Regions from separate parts of the Mus musculus genome. Here regions 2, 3 and 4 are each linked to region 1. The links are chromatin contacts, called in public HiChIP or PLAC-seq and promoter capture Hi-C maps. All regions are on one chromosome and are shown on one strand. Each heading gives the region's core, a stretch centred on a gene start, on an enhancer-like site or on the middle of the called end of the contact. The rest is flanking DNA. Distances are from core to core; before and after follow the strand shown.

Region 1 (4,951 bases), core at 1,015-3,514:
ACTGTATAACATTTATTACACATCTGATTTAACTTGGCTTTTTGCTGATGATCTTCTCCTAGGAAACTGGATCGATGAATCATGACTTTTTGGCCAGAATTATATGAAAGTGTATAAAGCTTTATAAGATGATCACTCTCTTGGGGGGTGGGGGGGTGCATCCCTTCTTGGCAAGGGATACCAACAAGCCCCCAAAAGTAGACCCTAAAAAGTTCTTCCAACTAAAGAAACATACCCTACACATGAGACCATGCAAAGCACAGAGCATCTCTGTGGCAATTTCTTGTGGCATTTTCTTCAGAGGACTGCACTGAAGAACACTATAGAGTCTCAGTGAGAGCCATCCTGACTTCCCCGGACAAACTTCCCGGGGGAAGGAAAGGTGGCACTGGAGAATAGATGGACTAGGATTTGCTGCTAGAGGCAACCAAGAGCTTTAGCTAGACTTAGGATAGTCCTACTCTTTAGAGAGAAGCAAAGCTGTCCAGTTTATCCCCGGGGATAACTGAAAAGCAGCAGAAAGGGGAGGGAGCATCCCACTCACTAAAAGTTGTTGTACCCCCTTTCCAGACCCCATATTAAGAAAAGAGGAGAAGTGAGGGAGTGGTGACCATGCCTTGAAAAGAAAACAAGAAAAGAAAAGAAAAAAAAGCCAACATTGCTTGGGAAAATCTCCACAGATGAGCATTTCAGTTGCATTAAGTGGTTCCCATTAGCAGCCTACCCACGTAGAGGAAGGCTAGCACGCTGTTAATATAATGCAGGAGAGGGATGATAGACCTCGGAGTGAAGAGTGGAAGAGCTAGCTTTGCATAAACCAAAAAAGGAAAAAAAATCTGAGGATTTGAGTTCTTAGGGCCTTGCGGTAGAGTGGTGGAGTGGGCTTAGAACCCTCAGGCCTTAGGCCACCGGACAGCCATCTAGTGTTTGTGATTTTTAAAATACATATTTAACTACCTTAAAATAATTTAGACATACACCAGGAAAATAGTTTAATGGTTCCTAATTGAACTGCTATTGAGTCAGAAGAAGAGGAAGAACCCTCAGAGGGCGTCCAAATCCCGCGTGGAGCATCTGAGACTAGGAGGCAGGAAAGTGGGGGGAAAGGGTCTGTCTCGGCATCACCTCCGCTCTCTTCATCTTATTCTTGGAGAAAAGTTGGTAGACATAGACTAGAAAAGAGAGAGAGAGAGAGAGGAAAAGGGAAGGAAAGGTGAGACATCTAAGAAAAAATAGGAAGAGAGGGAAGGAAGAAACCAGGGGAACCGAAGAGATAAAACTCATCGGAAGTTCGGGTACTAGCTACACTTATTTTTTAAAAAGAATTCAATCATTCTGCTCCTTTCTCGTCCTGCTAGCTTAAACATTTTTATAGGCAACTTCGGGCAGATAAAACTTTGAAGTGAGATGGGGAAGGCTGAATGTCTGGCCTGGATCACCATAGAGGCTGCGGCGGTGGCAGCAATGTCCGCTAAGGGAATGTAGCGCACATTAGGAAATTCTTCTTCCAGCCGCCCTAGCCTCCTTTAGAGTATCCCTGCCCAAAGCTTAAATTAAAGTGAGTGGGAAGGTAGGGTGGTTCTCCCCATCTCCCCATTGGATCCAAGCGATCCAACAAGACTTAAAAGCGAAAAGTCCTGCCGAGCGGAGCTCCAAATTCTCCCGCAAACCGCATGCGTTTCTTGACAATACAGGACTGTGCAAAAATCTAGATTTTTCTCTTGCGTGGGTCTGGCTCCAGGGACACAACCAAACAAAATCTGCATTATGGGTATTCCCAGTAGCCTACCTGGGTCGATAAAACTTACAGGACTAATTAGATAAAAAGCAGGGGCCCAGATTTTGTATGCCGGCGGAGCAGGGGGCGGGAACTGGTTTCTTTCTCTGCGCAAAACCAGAGGGAGCCAGACTAAGATGATTCTCTCTTAAACTGTTCCTTTAAGGGACCTGAAATCGGGCTGCTCTAAATGAACCCCAGGTAAAAGAGAATTGCCTCTCCAGCACCTTCCAAATCCTGACCCGCTTCCCCGGTGCACTCCCTGGCACTTTCCCGGGAGATCTACACTAACGGAGAAAGTCTCCGGTTTTTGTCAACCGCGCATAACAATTACTAAGAAAATATTGTGACGATGTTTCAGGGCGGAAGGGGATATGAGGGGGTGGAGTGAGGGAGTTAGTTTGGACAGCAATTTGCAAAGAATATTAACTGATTCTCCGGGTCACCGCGGGGGTAAAGGGGTTGGCATTGCATTATACAGTTGTTCCTCTAGGTGGCGGACTTTAGTACCAAACAACCGCTATGTGAAATGTTGACTTCAAATAGGATTAAGCTTCTTGGTGGTTAAAAATAATAGTAGTAATAATATAGAGGTGTGGGGCTGTTTTTCCCCTTTGGGGTATTTATTTATTGCAGGGAAAAGTCATTGATTTTCCTAAGCAAACTGTGTTTCTCCTTCGCTTGGTGGAAAATAAAAAACTGTTTGAATAAATAAGTTATTTCTGAACATTTTGTTGTCAAAGTGTTAAATGTTCCCGTCATTTTTATTCAAACACTAACATGATTACAGCCAATTATATATTCACCAGTGTTCTTTATTTTAGAGTAATTGTACTTGTCACTAATAAAACAGAGGCATAATGGATCGCTACTGTTCTGGATTCTCAAGCAATTTTGTGTAATTTGATTGAATTATACATCTTATCTGCTACTTTTTTATTTTTATATTTGGAGATCCTATTTTCTTGAAAATTGCAGTTCTATGCTTGTTTTTACTGCTTTTCCAGCAACGTACATTTCCGTAATGCTGAGAAATAGAAAGAATCTCTTTGAAATGTCGGAAATCAGTTGGTTACAACACACACACACACACACACACACACACACACACACACACACACACACACAAACACTAGTTCAGCATCGGAAAGCCCTGAAGTCAGGGGAGTCCAGCAGTGGCTCTGCTCCCCTGACAAGTTCAGTGCCAAGGAAACTCCCCATTCGCCCCAAAGGCAGTCACCTCCCTGCCTGGATGGAGTCTTTGGGGCTTTGTCTCTTTCCTGTAATGATACTGTTAGGTGTCTAGGGCTTCAAACATGCCAAGACAAGCCGACCATGGGTTCTGTTCATATGCAGTATGTATCAAGGGGGAGAAATATACACAGCACAGCTGAAAGATAAACTGTATACAACACTCCAATTACACAACCCTCAAGTGCCTTACCTGCCGGCTCATCCTCACCTCCCCACAATTACAATGACTATCTGTTTGAGCTTTGAGGGGGGCTTTGCAGGGAGCTATAGGACCAGCATCAACTTACCAACACCCCTCCCAATCACAATTTTTTAAATGGGTAGAACACACCCATCTACTCAGTGTCCATATATTGGAACAAATCGAGGAATGAACCTGACAGCAGACAGGCAGGGCTATGATCCTATAGGGATATCTCCGGAACTGAAGGATCAGAGAATGTGCAGTTCTCGTCCCAGGAAATTTTTTCAGCTTCTAGGACAAGACTCAAACGCCCCGCTAGGAGCTGCCGCTGTGAGATGGAGCCAAAGGCTCTGACAAGTGGCTTGTGTATGACCCAATATTTATCAATAACAACAACAACAAAATCAAGTGAAACCAAGGCTTGGGATTTTGAACTGCCTACGGAGTCCTGGCGGATACAGAGGGGCGAATAAAGTCTCTGGAGAACAGTTGGCTCCATTTTTCCGCCCTGGGGAGCAATCCCAGGGCAAAATCCAGTGCTAATTGATCTCAACCAGCCGCAAGATCAGCTGTAAATGTTCAAGGGGACAAAGAAAGAGCAGTGTGCTCCAAAGATACTCTGAGCACTTTTTCAAGCAAATAGAGGCGTGTAATCAATAGCATGTATATGAATATAAATAGAGATAGAGAATTACTTTAATTAATTAGGAAATAATGTTTCGTGTACAATTCCAGACCTACTCAATACCCGTATTCTCCCACTCACGGGTTATTAGGTGGTCTGGACCTAGAACTCCCTCTATGAAAACCTCCAGGCCCAGTTTTTGGATGCGAGATGGTTAGCCCATACTCAGCTTAATTGGGGGCCTTTTTTCTTTGGGGGTATTTATTCTAAACCCAAACGGTGGGTTACTTGGGCAGAAATCCGAGCGAGCAGAGCGCCTGGCCCTACTGGCATTCTGGAAGTCTTAAAGCGAGAAAGCACCAGAATGAGCCTCTCTAGGCTCTGCGCTCAAAGAGCTTGCGGCAGCCAGCAGCCAGCCGCAGCATGCATGCCGTTGCTCTCGGCAAGGGGGGCGGGAGGGGGGGTCTTCTGAGTTTCCATTTTCTCTTCTTTTTTATCTATCAAATTCACAATCTAGACGAAAAGAGGGAAAGAAGGAAGAGAGGAAAAAGGAGGGAGGGAGGGAGGAGGAGAGGGAGGGGAAGAGAGAGAGAAGGTAGAAGGACAAAAAGAAAGACAGAAAGAGGGAGCGAGCCTCTTGGCCTGAAGGTTTGTAGCCCACACACTCAGCTGAGCCACACTTGCCCAGCTGAGCTATTATCTTGATATTGCTTTCTCTCTCCTGGCTTAAGACAAAGCCAGAAGGGAGACACCGAATTTGACGAAATAAATCAAGTAGGGATTGTTTAATAATAAAAATATCCCACCACCTTTCTTATCAATTCTGAAAAGGAATTGAGTTGTTTTAGTTTTCATTTGGTGACTGTAGTAGCTTGCTCCTGTGCCCTACTGTATCTAGCTTGCTCTGTCGGGTGTCTCCTTCCTGTGTGTATAGCTTCTTGGGAAGATTCGCAGAGAAGTGGTGTGTAACTGCTCTCCCCCACTGGGTTCAATACTCCTTAGTTGTTATTGAATATTCGAATTAACTTCAGCACCACGCACTGGTATTTCAGCTCAGACTTGTGCACTATATCAATACAAGCTCACAACCTTTAACTGTTTCCGCCCCCGC
Region 2 (4,951 bases), core at 1,654-4,153, 1.9 Mb after region 1:
TCAGGACTCCATAGAAACACCCAAAAAAATTTCTGATGGTGTGTTGCAGTTTCTTGTAGCACCTGTGGACTTGGGCTGATTGGAAGAGTGATGTCAGCTGAGACAGACTCATGTACTGAGGAAAGATCCGTGGAGGTCACGTGATGTTTGGAGGGAGTATAAATAGAACTCGATAGACAGTGACAGAGGCTGAGCTTGGTTTGCTTGCATAGCTGAACTTATGCTTGGTCTCCTGACTTCACTGATCTTCACTCCCTTGGGAGAGGTACAACCAATTGCTGCTCCTGCTGGTCCGAATCCCTCCTGTCTGGCTGTTCCTGCGAGGTTGTGACGAACTCATGTTGGCTATCCTGAGTCTACCGAACTGGACTGCTGCCACACCCATAAAGAGTTTTCAAGTGGGTCGACCTGCTGCCACTGCTGACCTGTGAACTGAGCTGTTGATTTCCAGACAACACAGATGGGAGTTGCTCCAAAAAACCATTTCTAAACAGGTCCTCATCCCCCATATCCTTTCTTTTCCACTACCTCTGGTGGGTGGTGGGCCAAAAGGGAGGATAAAGCATTTAAGAACTATCATTAAAAGTAGGTTTTGAAAAAGTTAAACTTACAGTCCAGCAATCAAAAGTCCCCCTTTGACTGCCCTAATTAACATCCCCAATCAAAACATACCACCACATCCATTCTAACACAGACCTCTTTTTGTCCTCTTAAAAATTACACCCACACTTTCAATTTGCTGCTAGTTTTTACCTGAGTCATAAACCAGTCACTTTACTTTTCTTCCTTGTTTAATAATGGATCTCTCTATGAAAATGGATATTTGGGTGTGGTTTAGGCTTAACCTGGGGTCCAGAGGAGGGAGTACCTTGCAGTGTGCAGATTCCTTCACACTGCACAGCCTGAAGGCAGCTCAATAGATTGAGTGTCCGGCAAGAAAGACGCAACAAACCAGAATCTTCTGCGGCAAGAGCTTTATTGCTTGCTTCTCAGGAAGATTCCGAACCAGGAAAATGGCGCTGCTTTTATAACCCGCAGCGTGACGTTTCAGCACCTGATATGGCGTGACAGCTCCTGATTCGTAGCTCGCCCATCACCCCACTATTACACCCCGAGAATGGGAGTGACTAGGAGTGAATTCACTCTCGCACCTGCGTACAAGGCTTGTTTACTAGTTAGGCACAGCAGAGGCCTGCGCCATCTTATAATGGCGATTGCTCGCGGCACACACGGCTCTCCTCAGAGATTACTGGCGGCACGCACACGATTATTCGCAGCACATACCGGCTCTCCACAACTGTCCTTTCCAAGTGTTCTTTCATTTGTCTAAATTTCTTCCAGGCAGCTTGGTTGGTTTTTGCTTTCCTAGATCGATGGTCTAGTCTCAAAAGTCTTCCTTGAAGCTTGGCTTGTCTGAATTTTTGCAGTTTTTATTGTTTACTATGGCAGGGAGGGGCCTAGTGAATCTGATCATTTCCAGGGACTTCCTGAAGCTATTTTGAGTTGTTTACTTTCCTGACCAAGGAGCTTCCCTGAAGGATAGAATGTTTCAGTCTTAAAAGAAACTGTTTCACAACACTATTCTTCAACATTTCTGTGGTCCTCTTGAAGAAGACCTGTTCCTTCTAAGCCTAATAACATTAGTAGCTGGGCAGTGGTGGCGCCGCCTTTAATCCCAGCACTCAGAAGGCAGAGGCTGGCGGATTTCTGAGTTCAAGGCCAGCCTGGTCTACAGATTGAGTTCCAGGACAGCCAGGGCTACACAGAGAAACCCTGTCTTGAAAAAAAATAAAATAATAATAATAACAACAACATTAGTAAAGGATCCACTCTGTCAATTTAATCTCCTTCATCATGAGGTTTGATGATCTTTCTATAAAGAGTGTCAACTGATTCTCTGTAGTGAGAATTTTGGTTTCTTTGAAAAACACAGAACTATTAAGAGAATATGTTTTCATTTTAATCCCAGGTATGGGATATGTGGCTGCTTCTGATAGTCCACAGCAAGTGACTTGGCTCATGATCTAGCAGGGGTGAGGTTTTGCCAGAAGCAGATTTGTTTCTGTGATTGTGTGATGTTTAGAATTCTGGGGGGATTTCAGAGGCCATATAAATGCTAGGGCCCCAAGAGATTGGTTGAGTAGATTGTTGGTTGTTGGTTGGTTGCTGTTGGTTGTAGTTTGTTAAGTAGTCCTGCACAAAGCAGAAATAAGAAGAAAAAAAAAACAGTGAAGATCAAACTTGCCCCAAGGAACTTAACACCTCAAATCAACAGGAAGTAGTCTAATGATAATGCCACCCCTTTCTTTTTTTATTCTGTTTTCCTCTCCTGCCTAGTGTTAGGGGGCTGAAAGGGTGGAGAAGGATGGAAGAAAAGAAGAACCCACAAAGCAGCCAAAAGTCCAGCTCCAATTCTCCTCTTAGAGGTGGATCAGCATTACTTTTACTTATTTTTAGGGAACAGAAAGCCTCATAAAAGAATGTGCATGTCTTTGGAACCTGATCAGAAAAGCTATCCTTGGTTCCCCCTCGCTCTCACTGGGAACCCAGCCACCATTACAGTGCTGGCCCTTCAGAACCAAGCCACCATGCTGTAAGGGAGAAACATGGAAAAGTGACCTGTGCTTATTTATGAATGCTGACCCTAGCTGAGGACCCAGCTAACAGCTAGTATCAACTGCGAGGTGTGGGTAACCCCATCTCCAGATGATTCCAACCGTCTCAGTTGATGCCAAGTTCATCAGAGAGAAGCAGAAATGGCAACTTCAGCCAAAATGAAAGATCTGTGAGCAAACCAAATGTCATTATTTTAATCCACTAAATTTTTGTACATGTACTATGTAGCAATGGATAGCTGAAACAATACTAAAATAAACTACAACCCAAATGCTCAGAGCAACTCCTTAGATAAGCCTCCAACTGGATACAAATGTTGTTTTAGAACCACAAAACCAGAATGCTCCAACGAAGCACGGCAAGCTGTGCCCAGAATTACAATTGGATTATATAATTAGCAGAGCACAAGATGCAGAGAGATAACCTAAAGCTTTGCCATGTTGAAATACTTGCCATCGTTACAGACTCCTGGCTTCCTTTCCTGACCGCCATATACTCTTCTCCACACAGCAGCCAGAATAGAATCCTTTAAATGTTAGTCAAATTATGTCTTCTTCCTACCTCCAAAGCCTTCAGTAGCTTTCAATTTTACACAAAACATAATTGCAATCATCCCTCTGGCCAGATGCCTACCTATTTTTGCTTTCCACCTAGCTCATTTCCTTCCCACATTTCACATGTATGCTACTTTACCCACTTGACATCCTTCCTGTCCCTAGAGCTTGCCAAGTGTGTTTCTATCTTGGAATTCCCCCCCCAGCTTATTCCTGTCCATGCTCAAGATTGCTTTAGTATGGGGATTCAAAGATACCACAACATAAAATAGAGCTCCCAATTCTCTATCGTTTTCCTTTATAACTAACCATCAGTTGACATAGTACACGAATATCTGTTTACATGTTTATTTTCTATCTCCTTCCATTAGAATGTGGGCACCATGGAAGTAGGAACTTTATTGCTTATCTCCAGAACTTAGGACAGCATCTAGAACACAATAATTATTGTTGGATGTATGAATAAATAATTTTTAAAACAAGAGCCAAGCTAGGCATGGTGGTACATAGAAGTTGTCCTAGTGTTTTGTAGGTAGAGGTCAGAAAAAAGTAACTTGAGATATGGGCTATACAGTGACTTTTAGGTCAAAGGCTCAACTACCACAGTCATACCTTGTCCAAAAGAAATAAGAGGTACAAGATGTAGACACTTAAAATCAAGTATGATTTACACTTCAGAGCATGTGTTTGCCTGTATACTAAGGTGTTAGTAACTGATGGTAGCTGTGTTATGTACGCTTCTGTACACAAAAACACAAAGATCTGTAAAAAATTTTAATCTGAAACATTGACTATGAATGCATGTATAAGATGAAAAATGCCACATGAATACAAGATATCTAAAAACACAATAGATAACTTGTCAGCATTTCAGAAGGTATTACATGTTAATCAGTGTATTTACCTATAGTAAGTCCTGTTCAACACTATTTCAGACCTTGTTCTAAAGTAAAAGGATGAAGGGACTGCTATGGACATCCCCAAACTCCATTAGTCACAGGCTTACACTGCTGTGGACATCCTGAACTCCATTAGTCACAGGCTTACACTGCTGTGGACATCCCAAACTCCATTAGTCACAGGCTTACACTGCTGTGGACATCCTGAACACAATTTGTTTACATCTAAAACTTCTCATTCTTTGCCCAGCCTCAAATCTCCTACAGAAATTCCTTTAACATTTCCATAGCACAATGAAACTCATTTAAAGGCCTAGAAACAAAGTTTCCATGTGTTTATGAAAGAAAAAAATGCTCAAATATATAGAACTCTAGGTTAACAACTATCTTTTCTTTCAATGTTTTCAAGCTGTTGTTTCTCCATTGACTTCTGAATCCTGAAGATTCTATGAAGACAAAAGAATGGAAATAAATCTATCATATTTACAATAAAAACAACAGAAAGTAAGTGTAAACTATATGTTGCCAACTGAATTTCAGAATAAAGGTTACCAAAAATTCAGAAAGCCACCTCTTGTAACAAAGGTGTTAATTATAAAAATAACATATCTCTACCTATGTATCCACCAAGTAATAAAGTTTCAAATAAACAAATGAGAAATAGACAGTTAAAGAGAAATGAGCACATCTAATTAATCATAAATTTCAATGTTCGTATCTCAATATTTGATAGAAACTGTAGAGTGAAAATTTATAGACACATAAACAGTTTGAACAACATAATGAGGTGATTTGACCTGTTTAAATTTGTTAAGAAATAAACAACCAAATGTAGATATATGGAACATTTATAAAATAGTATATATGGAACATTTAGCAAGA
Region 3 (4,951 bases), core at 1,215-3,714, 1.4 Mb after region 1:
AAGCTCAGCTTTTGATATAAATATCCAATTCTTTTATCATTATCATTGATGAAGATGGAATATAAAGTAACTGCCTTTGCACTATGAAAAAAGTCAGTTGCTCTAATGTACCTATGCCTACTTCTGATTTAGTTCTGTGCCGGTGATGTATGTGTCTGCCTTCTACTAATCCACACCGCTTTGGATACTGTGTTTTAAAAGTTATTCCTGAATAGGACTGCACATCTGTCAACGTATTAACTTGAAAAATTGTTTTGGCTACTTTAGCTTCTTTGCTTTTCTGTTTTTTAATTAACAATCTCCTATTAGAATTTTGTTTTCTATCCAAAAAAAAAAATACTTGAAATTACTTTGGATTTGCATTCACTCTATATAAACAGTGTTGAGAAATCCAAGAGACTTCTGCAAACCACAGTTAAAAATTCCAAGTCTGGGATTAGGGTCTATCTCAAAAGCTGTTGCCTATATGTGGGATATGTTCTTCTAGCTGGGCTGCCTTACTGGCCTCAGTGGGAGAGGAAGTGTCTAGCCTCCCAGACTTGAAGTGCTCAGTATATTTTAGGGGCATGTTTCATCGTAAAATGCAACTCAGATGTGCTCCTCAGTCTTATAGGCCTTAAACATTAACGTTATTGATGATATACAGGGTTGTTCATTCCCAGCGCATATTCTGTTTGCTTGTGTCAAGAAGCACACCTCCAACTGGAAACAGTGCTCTCTGCCCAGGAAGACTGGGGGATGACTCATGGAGACTCACCATTTCCTTTGTCCTGTTTGAACAAGGACAACCCAGCTCCTTAGGGACACAGGCTCTAACTCCGATTCCACAAAGAAGCGCAAAGTAGTATCCCACCATACTGAAAAAATTCCCAATTCAAAGGGAGCTTAAGAAAAGGAACCTGAAATAGATGTTTATAGATGTTTATAGATGTTTATAGATGTTTGTTTATAGATGTTTATAGATGTTTATAGATGTTTATAGACGTTTATAGACGTTTATAGACGTTTATAGACGTTTATAGACGTTTATAGACGTTTATAGACGTGTATAGACGTGTATAGACGTGTATAGACGTGTATAGACGTGTATAGGCGTTTATAGGCTTGTATAGGCGTTTATAGGCGTTTATAGGCGTTTATAGACGTTTATAGACGTTTATAGACGTTTATAGACGTTTATAGACCTTTATAGACGTTTATAGACGTTTATAGACGTTTATAGATCGTTTATAGACGTTTATAGACGTTTATAGACGTTTATAGATCGTTTATAGACGTTTATAGACGTTTATAGACGTTTATAGACGTTTATAGATCGTTTATAGACGTTTATAGATGTGTATAGACGTTTATAGGCGTTTATAGACGTTTATAGGTGTTTATAGACGTTTATAGACGTTTATAGGCGTTTATAGACGTTTATAGGTGTTTATAGATGTGTATAGGTGTTTATAGGTGTTTATAGGTGTTTATAGATGTTTATAGATGTTTATAGATGTTTGTAGATGTTTATAGATGTTTATAGATGTTTATAGATGTTTATAGATGTTTATAGGGCTGGGTTGCTCACTATCATACTTATATCAGAGAGACAACAGCAGGCCCCTTTTCAGTGTTCCAGTTACACATCACCTGTTTCTTTTTAACACAGTTCTTTGGTTTCTTGCTGGGTTTCTTGGCTTCCTGTAGATTTCCATTGTAGAAGCTGTTAAAAAAAATCTTTTAATTGCACCAAACGAAGTACCGTCTTTTGTTAAGAGGAGGGTAGCTTACATCTTCAGGAACGTGTGTCTGAGAGTGCAGCGGCATGTGGTGCACATTGAAGAGGGCAAAACCAGTGCAGAATTCTTCTTTTTTCTTCCTCACATGTTTCCTGGCAGCATTTTAAATTTATTTATAATAACGGCTGTCATTAATATTATGTTCACTTGGTTGAAATTATTTTGTTTCTGCCTTTGGAAATAGAGCTGCTCAAATCTGGTAAATAATAACACATTATATAAGTACTGTGGATTATTTAACATTCTGATTAATGAGATATTTTCTAACCCAAAATGACCATCTTCAGAGCTCTGCAGATGCAAGCTTGTCAATCTCAGATCATGAATAGTGTTTACATTTGAGAGATGAATCCGAAACACGGGTAGAGTGGTTCATTTTGCCTTCAAACATTTTTTTATATAATAATGGATTGAATAATCAGGATAAAAGGTTCTCATTAGATAGTGACCTTGTCTGTATGGCACCGAGCCAGACCAGATGACACTAGCTCCTCTGAAATTTCAAAGAGTTGTTTTAGAATATAAAATCAGATTCTGCCCTAAGCAGACTCTTTCTATTTTGGTTGACTATCAAACAAGCACAGTGAAAACTGAATAGGGGGCAGGGTAAGAGTGGGTCGAGTAAAAAGGGGGAGGGGTGGAACAGGGCTTCCTCCCCTGTAGCCTCTGCTGTTCTGCCCTTCTACAAAATGCATCTGGTGAGAGGATACGGAAACCACAATCTCTGCTTCATGCTTTTCAGCAGGAGGATGGAGGCTAATGACACTTAAGCATCCGCCCTGTTGATGTATGAAAAGATTTCCTCTTCGCTCACTTAGTGGTGTCTGTCTGACACCATCAGATTTGGCTATCTGGGCCATGACCTGGCACAGGTGTCCTCCTCCAAATGTATGGCACTTAGGACCACATCGACTCTGTCCTCGTTAGGCTATCTGCTGCTCTGTCGAGTTTCCTTTCACAGGCAGTAATCTTGGTACGCTTTATCCTTGCTTTTAGAGATGGGTGTGTCTACAAGCTTGTTTTTAAAGTCAGATTTCCAGTGGTTGGGTCTTACTTTACTAAGAAGCAGGAAGTGTTAGAGAAGAAAAGGAAGATGCAGGCAAAAGGAGAGCATCCGGGTAACCGCGAAATCAGTTCGACCCTTACTGATTCTAGGCTGATTTTTTTTCAGGGACATGTTTTTAAAATGCACCATGTCATCCCAGAGTCATGAACTGTATATAAAATAAAAGATATTACCTCCTCAAAAAGAAAAAATCCTTAGAAAAGTGTTTCAGAACAAAATGCTTCCCACTACTCTTAACATCTGGGATCTAACATTCTCTTCCTCTGTGTTCGAAGCCCTTCCATTGCTTCAGAGTTACAAAAAGTAAAAATAAATTTCTGGGTAGCGTGTTTCAACCAGACTGAACAGAGTAGAATTATCCATGTGAAAAGAACTTTTTGTAATGTTGGGAGCATTTGTATTCTCTCCTTCCTCACTGTGGGAGGTATATTCTAACTTGTGATCCTTCTACCGCCACCTTGTCAGCATATCCTACTGGCCTGTTCAACCACAACTCACAACAGCCACCTTCCAAACACAAACGCATGCAGTCACACATCTTGGTCATTTGCAATCGATGTAGCACTGTGCGCTGTCAACCATCAGCACCTCATACGGAAGGTGACAACTGAGAAGAGAAGAAAAACTGATATTGCTGTTAAGGACTTAAGAGAAAGGGGGTGCTCAGTATGGATAGGATCCTGGGGAATTCAAAACCAGGAGAAACAAGGAAAGAGGTGACATGAAGCAAAGGCTTGAAGAAGCCGATTTTCTGTGATACCCAGACCCGAAGACCCGAAGTGCTTCATGGAACCTAAAAACGGTGGCTTTTGAAGGAAAAAAAGAAAAACCAGAAATGTAACCAATTAACTTACTTTCACTTCAAATAGCCAAATGCATGATTATAGAGGGGGAAACTACCATGTCAGCTCCAGCACTGAGAATGAGAGACACGTTTATATCAGGAACATGAGCACAATTGTTGCACTGAAAGCAACATGGAGGACCCGTTTGCAATTTCCAGAGTGAAAGAAAGCAAGAGCTAGTAGAAAATGAAGCTCCTGACCTCAGGTCAGTGCCGACGGACACTTTCAGCACCATAGAGATCCATGCTCTTGCACCCGTGATAAAAGCACACGTTTTGGCAGCAGGGTTTCTGGCTTTTATATGGACTATGGGAATACCTATCCACCAAAGATAGCAGAGGCTTCCTCTGTATGGTGACTCAGGTGCCCACCCAGCTTAGTTCTAGCCTTGCTGCCAGGCAATGACTTTCTCGAAATCTTATTTGGGGGCCTTTAGCAACATTGACTGTTCTAAATGGTGTGTTCAGTACTGTGCAACTCTGATTCTGAATAATACATGGGGCTCATCATTGGTGCCAAAGAAGCTTATCTGAAACCTAGCAATTTTTAGAACAATAAAATTAATCTGAAACTAGTCTTATTACGGCAACGAAAGGTACAAGGCTAATTTAGATAGCACACACACACACATACATACACACACACACACACACACACACACACACACACACACTGAAGGCCCCAGTTTCTTGGTAGCAAAGAAACTGACTAATTAAATTTAAACATAAAAACAGTAAGTTTTTCATACAAGGCAGTAAAAATGAAATGGAAGTGTCATGGTGTTATTCTTATTCACACACACTCACAAAATGTTTTAGCAATTTATTCAGTTCAAAGTGAAAATTGTTCCCAGGGTCCACTGTGTCAGAGGAAAGCATAAGTTGTTAATTTAACTTCTTTCTCATCCTTTCTTCGATAACAGATTAAGATGAATATATTACTACTGTTTAGACTGTTTCTCTCTTTAAGCATATGTCCATGCCATTGAGCAAGGGGAATCCTGACTGGCCACTGTATGAGGGCGTCTTCCTTGAGCCTTCCCTAAGGATTGGTATTTTGTCTGGAATTAGCATACCCTTTACCCTGAGCTGCCAGCAAGAATAAAATCATGACGTATTGCAGTCATTTTCTCTGTTCATCCGGATAGATCTCATGCTTCGCGTGAGCTTTTCTCTCTAGTTCCTCAAGTGGTTTGGGAGGTGGGGGGCTCTGTGTCATCCACAAGAAACAGTGCATCCTGGCTTGGGTCAGTATTCTGT
Region 4 (4,951 bases), core at 1,060-3,559, 1.3 Mb after region 1:
GGGCATCTCTCCTGCCCCTATGACCCAACGCTACACTTGCTCTTGTGCTGGGACTCATCTCCTACCTCATCTCGTTGACAAGCTCATGCTAGCATGTTTCCCCTTTCTTGGTCCTCAGTCTCCAACTCAGTTTCTCTCCCAGTTTTTTCTATCCTAAAAAACCATCTCTGAACTTTACCTACTGCCATATCTTTTTTTCCTCTTCATAAACAGGCTACTTTAAAAAATAAGACTTCAATTTTAAACATAAAAATCTTGATCTATATTTTCTCAAGCATTATAGAAACGTTATTTGCCAACATATGCTGACAAACTGGCTTTATCAGACCTCCTGGAGCCGCAGACTCTTGAGTGTTCTAAAACATGGGGTAGTCAACTCCATTGTCTGCTTCATATATTTATCACACCTGTTTTGTAACTTTCTGAATCAATTCTTATAACTCTTATCTCTCCCAATACTGCCCACTTTGCATAGTGGACTCAGCTGTGATCTGTGACCCTGAGCCCATGCTATTCACACCTATGATGGCCAACTCTCAATGTTGTGTTCCTACCCAGAGCCTCTCGCTGGGCTCCTCAAGGGCTGTTTACTAACAAATGGCTACCTTTTGCTTTGTGTGACCCCAGAACTCAGGTCACACTACTGGTTATTGCATTCATCCTGTTCTGCTCCCAAGCCACATGTATGGCTGCATTTCATCTCCTATTGTGGCCACTTCATCAACATGTGCTCCTCCTTGCTTTGTCTTCACAATTTCAAATCTCTCTTTGCTTGTGTTTCTAAGAATAGTGTCAGAGCTTTGACCAGCAGAGATGTTTTAGTCCTCCATGGAGTTGAAGATATTCTATGTTTGGTGGCTTACAGACCTTATCTAAGCCAGATACCATAAGAAATATATTATTTTAAAAATAGATTAATTATACATACAAACATGTTCTGCCACTATGCACGCAATGAGTCAGGAGGACACAGAACTAGCATTCATTTGAGTTTGCTTACTAATCTTTCCCCAGGTAAACACTGAATGCCTCAGAGTAATTATGGTGCATAATGCTATTTAAGAAAAGCGATAGCTCTTGTAGGACTTGCAGAATTGCTTAGAAACTGACAGAATGCTGTAAACATGATCTTCACATAGAATTTAAATGGTGGGGCTAGGTTGAAAACTCGGTTGGTAGGGTGCTTACCTATCATGCATGAAGCGTTGGGTTTGAATCTGAGAACCAGCTAAAACAACACATGTTGATACAAACCTGCAATCCCAATATTAGATATAGGCAAGAGGATGAAAAATTCAAGATAATTTCTTCCTACACAGGGATTCCAACCCAGGATACATTATACTGAGTGGGGGAGAGGAAGGAGGAGGGGGAGGGGAGGGGAGAGGGAGGGAGAGAGAGAGAGAGAGAGAGAGAGAGAGAGAGAGAGAGAGAGAGAGAGAGAAAGAGAGAGAGCTTATGAAGATGATTCAATGGACCAGAGTGTTTCTCTATAAGCCCTATACCTACAATTCTGGTTCCAATTTCTAACAACAACATGCAAAGCCAGTCATGGCAATGTGTGCCTATAACATTAGCATGAGTGGACAGAGACAAGATAAAGTGATGGAGGAAAATTCCAGACAACCTTCTCTAGCTCCTACATTCATATAAACATGTTTATACAACCACACACCCATCTGCACACAATACACAGAATAAATAAAGAACATGAATAATATTCAAAATTAACTAGTCATACACACATCTACCTGTACTTAATAGTACCTCTGTATGTATTTGTATGTACCCACTATCATCTCTCACCATCATCATCTTACCTAGAAAATGACTGACAGCTGCCTACAGTAACCATGAAACTCAGAGGATTAGTTCCTATTCATCAGATCACATTATAATCTTATAGCATAAGCAAAAAAAAAATGAGATTCTTGAGGTTTTCTGACTCCTAGTTCTGCATAGTTTTTACTGAACCAGTTCACTGTCTAAATCCTAGAGACAGGTTATCATCGCGTCTTCTTTAAATAAGTCGTTCCAGTAGCTTATGGAATTAACCAACATCTCATTTCCTCATTATCAGAGTGTTCAGGCAATCAAATCTACTCTCAAGCCTGTGCCTTCCAAATCAGAAGAAGGTTCAAATCTGAGAAGTGAATACATTTATCTAAGCAGAGCCTGTCAGAATATTTTTAATAAAAACCTGGCCCAATTTCAGAGCTTTCTTTTCATTAGGGCAGGTCTGAAAGCAAAGGCCTTGAAAGTGGTTAGAAAAACATAGTGTAATCACTATGGTCCCATTATCCTGTCCCTGGGTAATCATTAGGCCTCGGGTTGCCAAAGCGAAGGGCGGCAAATTACTCATTTATTGTTGCCTGAGCTGTGCAGAAGATTGAAACTGGACTACTAATGATTTTTTTTCACCTTGTTTGGGAGATTCTGTAGAGGAGTTCTCATGCAGCACTGAGTCTGACTGGCCAGAGATGGGGCTTTAAGAAAAATATGAACAGGCAGCGAACATTGCTTTCTCGAGTGAGGCCAGGAAGCTCCCCTACCTCTCTATAGCAGTTCTACAGGACGAGTGGAATTGATTAAGCTGCACAACCAGAGAGGAAACCGGTGGGTCTGAGTACTACGTCCTCAAGGACTCCAAGAGACCAAGTACTTAGTTGACATGGAGTCAAACACAAAACAGAGTTAAGACAAATATTTACCAAGTATAGGGAAACAATATTTTAAATATATCATTTAGTTTTATGTTCAATAAAGAGTCCAAATCTAGGGGTGGAGAGAAGCAAGCAAATACTCCTACTTTCATTCAAATGTTTGCAGATTCCAGCATGAACAGGTAAGCTTGACCACACCCAAGTCACCCATTACTAAATTCATATCCACCGCTGAAACAAACATATGCACTGACCTTCTGACTAGACCCCTCGACACTTAGGAGTAGAGTGACATTTCCCACATCACATAAGGGAATACAATGGTCACTACAAGGCAGCTCTGAGTATTTATATGGCCGTACTAACTGAAGTGAGATTACTAAAAATATAATTTACCAATCTGGATGAGCAAAACGGCCCTATTATAAGGGAAATGCAATTTAGGTATGGAGTCTGATTTTAAGGTACAAAGGTGCTGGGCAGGCACTGAGAGAAGAGAGAAGGGAGGTTTAGAAAGTCTCAGAGAGTCTTTTGAAGTCAAATGTTACATTTGGAAGTACAGATAGAAAGCTTCTTGCTTCTATAGGAAATGGTACATTGTCTGGAATGGGGATGCAGGAATCAAAAGGCATTGATTTCTATTGCCAGCTCGGCTGGTGACTGCCTCTGTAGTCAGAGGCAATTTCCTTAGCCTATTTGTGACTAAACCTCGGCATCTACAAAATGAGGTTCGTAATCTTTTCTGCTTGAGAACAGTGAGTATTATTATTAGGACTTTTGTTCATGTTATTAATGTTTGCAATGGCTTCAGGGATTTTCAAATAAAAAGCATTATGGAAGTCCTAATATACCATTAATACTATTTCCATGTTATTCAAAAAGCGTACTACGGAAGCTGATGAGTGAACATTTACAACATTTTCTTTTTCCTCTATTTTCTTTTTTTTTTGTTTCTTTCTTTTTAAAGAAATAGCTGAATTAAGCAGTATTATTAAATGCATAGATTTTGCCCTTAAATAACATTTAGAAAGCCTACAAGGGCTACCTTCTGATCTACTTTATATTATGCAAATACCAATTTTGGAGCAGCTAACAAAAGATTCAGTATTTTTTTTTAATCTATTTTATTCTCTAAACTCAGGGCTCTGTTTCACTCCTATATCTATCGTGATTTGTTCAAAACTTAGAATGCTCTTGTTATTTGTAAATCATAACCCTTTCTTTAACTGTGTATTTCTTAAAACATGTCTGATAGATCATCATTCAGTTTTCTAAGTGACTGTAACATGATGACACCCTTCAAGCCTTGGGAGTTTGCAGAGCTTGCTTAATGTTCAGTGTCTTATAGATGCTGGGTGCACTCTGATGGCACCTGGCTTTCGGTGGCTATTAAAGTGTGCATTACAGACATAGGGCTCCGATTTTTACCTACGGAACCCATTTCTAGAGCTCTCTATTGTAACATTATCATTAAGGTTACTGGCCCTATGCTGCAGACAACATAATTAAATCCTATTGCAATTACTCTTGTTAGGAAATCTTCTGCTTCTTGGCACTAAAGATGCACAGGGCTTTGCAGGTGGCAATGTGAAGAAGGACAGTGCTAAGCCAAAAGGTTTGGAGAGCTCTATGCGGCAGAGAGAAAATGGATCCCTGAAGTAAGGCATTATTGGGCTCTCTGGGGGATACATTTGCTTTTGAGATTTATTTTATGATACTAAAGAGGGTTTTATTCTTGTTTTGTTTTTCTCCCTGGAGGAGTGAAGGAGAGGGGCCTAAACAAGAGGAAGTCTTGCCAAACAAAGACACAGAAAAAGGCCCGAGGAGGACTGGGAAAATGACACAGTGATTTAAGATTAAAGAAGAGACAGTCTAGCCAATGAAATAATGCCTCCTGCATTACATCTGCATTTAATGAAATGTGAATTATGATTCATTGTCCCCTAGCTTTGGTGGTAGAGAAGGATTCAGCAATCACCACCTAGTAATAGCATCTGTACCACAGCGGACAACAGGGCAAAGAAGCCCATTAAACAAAATAGTCTAACCTGACCTGGTTAGTCTCTTGATGTAAGTAAGCATCCAGACCCCGGACAGTTTCATCCTCATGAGGATCACATGTGTCCTTGTACATGCTATCATGTGCACACAACTGTGCGCGGGAGCACAGAATCCTGGGTAAAACCCCCCATACCTAGAAAACTGTAAAATGTACTCCCTGACTCTAGGGCTTATTTGGGTCTTTTTCTGGAGAATGCATCTCCCTATTTATGTTCTGTGTTTGTCTC

Evidence for each region. Promoter capture Hi-C pulls out the DNA fragments that hold promoters and counts their contacts. HiChIP or PLAC-seq counts read pairs in DNA pulled down with a chosen protein or histone mark.
Region 2: a contact with region 1 is called in a promoter capture Hi-C map of hippocampal neurons, with 4 times the contacts expected there. The contact joins two enhancer-like sites. A contact is called at or near these places in 5 of 39 promoter capture datasets (cranial neural crest, embryonic stem cells, frontonasal cranial neural crest and 2 more), 1 of 484 Hi-C or Micro-C datasets (cortical neurons) and 1 of 115 datasets of contacts at active chromatin or transcription factors (stem cell-derived neural progenitor cells).
Region 3: a contact with region 1 is called in an H3K27ac HiChIP or PLAC-seq map of VIP interneurons, with 7 times the contacts expected there. The contact joins two enhancer-like sites. A contact is called at or near these places in 1 of 39 promoter capture datasets (embryonic stem cells), 4 of 115 datasets of contacts at active chromatin or transcription factors (VIP interneurons, astrocytes, embryonic forebrain and 1 more) and 3 of 9 other capture datasets (adipose tissue, liver and pancreatic islet).
Region 4: an H3K27ac HiChIP or PLAC-seq map of VIP interneurons shows a contact between it and region 1, with 11 times the contacts expected there. The contact joins two enhancer-like sites. A contact is called at or near these places in 2 of 39 promoter capture datasets (embryonic stem cells and hippocampal neurons), 10 of 484 Hi-C or Micro-C datasets (the AML12 cell line, cerebellar granule neurons, cortical neurons and 7 more), 6 of 115 datasets of contacts at active chromatin or transcription factors (VIP interneurons, embryonic forebrain, embryonic stem cells and 2 more) and 1 of 9 other capture datasets (adipose tissue).

What each region holds. Positions count from the first base shown.
Region 1 is chr12:49,372,642-49,377,592 of GRCm38.p6, forward strand. The region is part of intron 1 of Gm34304 (predicted gene, 34304); the gene reads right to left. Among named protein-coding and RNA genes, the nearest start is that of Gm34304, 6.7 kb to the right of the region's middle. Within about 2 kb of position 2,265, at least 32 of the 459 cell types and tissues checked have an H3K27ac peak or open chromatin away from gene starts, as enhancers often do. A contact at or near this core is called in VIP interneurons, cortical neurons and hippocampal neurons, where this site is marked.
Region 2 is chr12:51,292,073-51,297,023 of GRCm38.p6, forward strand. No RefSeq gene overlaps it. Among named protein-coding and RNA genes, the nearest start is that of G2e3, 54 kb to the right of the region's middle. Within about 2 kb of position 2,904, at least 11 of the 459 cell types and tissues checked have an H3K27ac peak or open chromatin away from gene starts, as enhancers often do. A contact at or near this core is called in cortical neurons and hippocampal neurons, where this site is marked.
Region 3 is chr12:50,806,682-50,811,632 of GRCm38.p6, forward strand. No RefSeq gene overlaps it. Among named protein-coding and RNA genes, the nearest start is that of Prkd1, 160 kb to the left of the region's middle. Within about 2 kb of position 2,465, at least 2 of the 459 cell types and tissues checked have an H3K27ac peak or open chromatin away from gene starts, as enhancers often do. A contact at or near this core is called in VIP interneurons, where this site is marked.
Region 4 is chr12:50,710,477-50,715,427 of GRCm38.p6, forward strand. No RefSeq gene overlaps it. Among named protein-coding and RNA genes, the nearest start is that of Prkd1, 64 kb to the left of the region's middle. Within about 2 kb of position 2,310, at least 6 of the 459 cell types and tissues checked have an H3K27ac peak or open chromatin away from gene starts, as enhancers often do. A contact at or near this core is called in VIP interneurons, where this site is marked.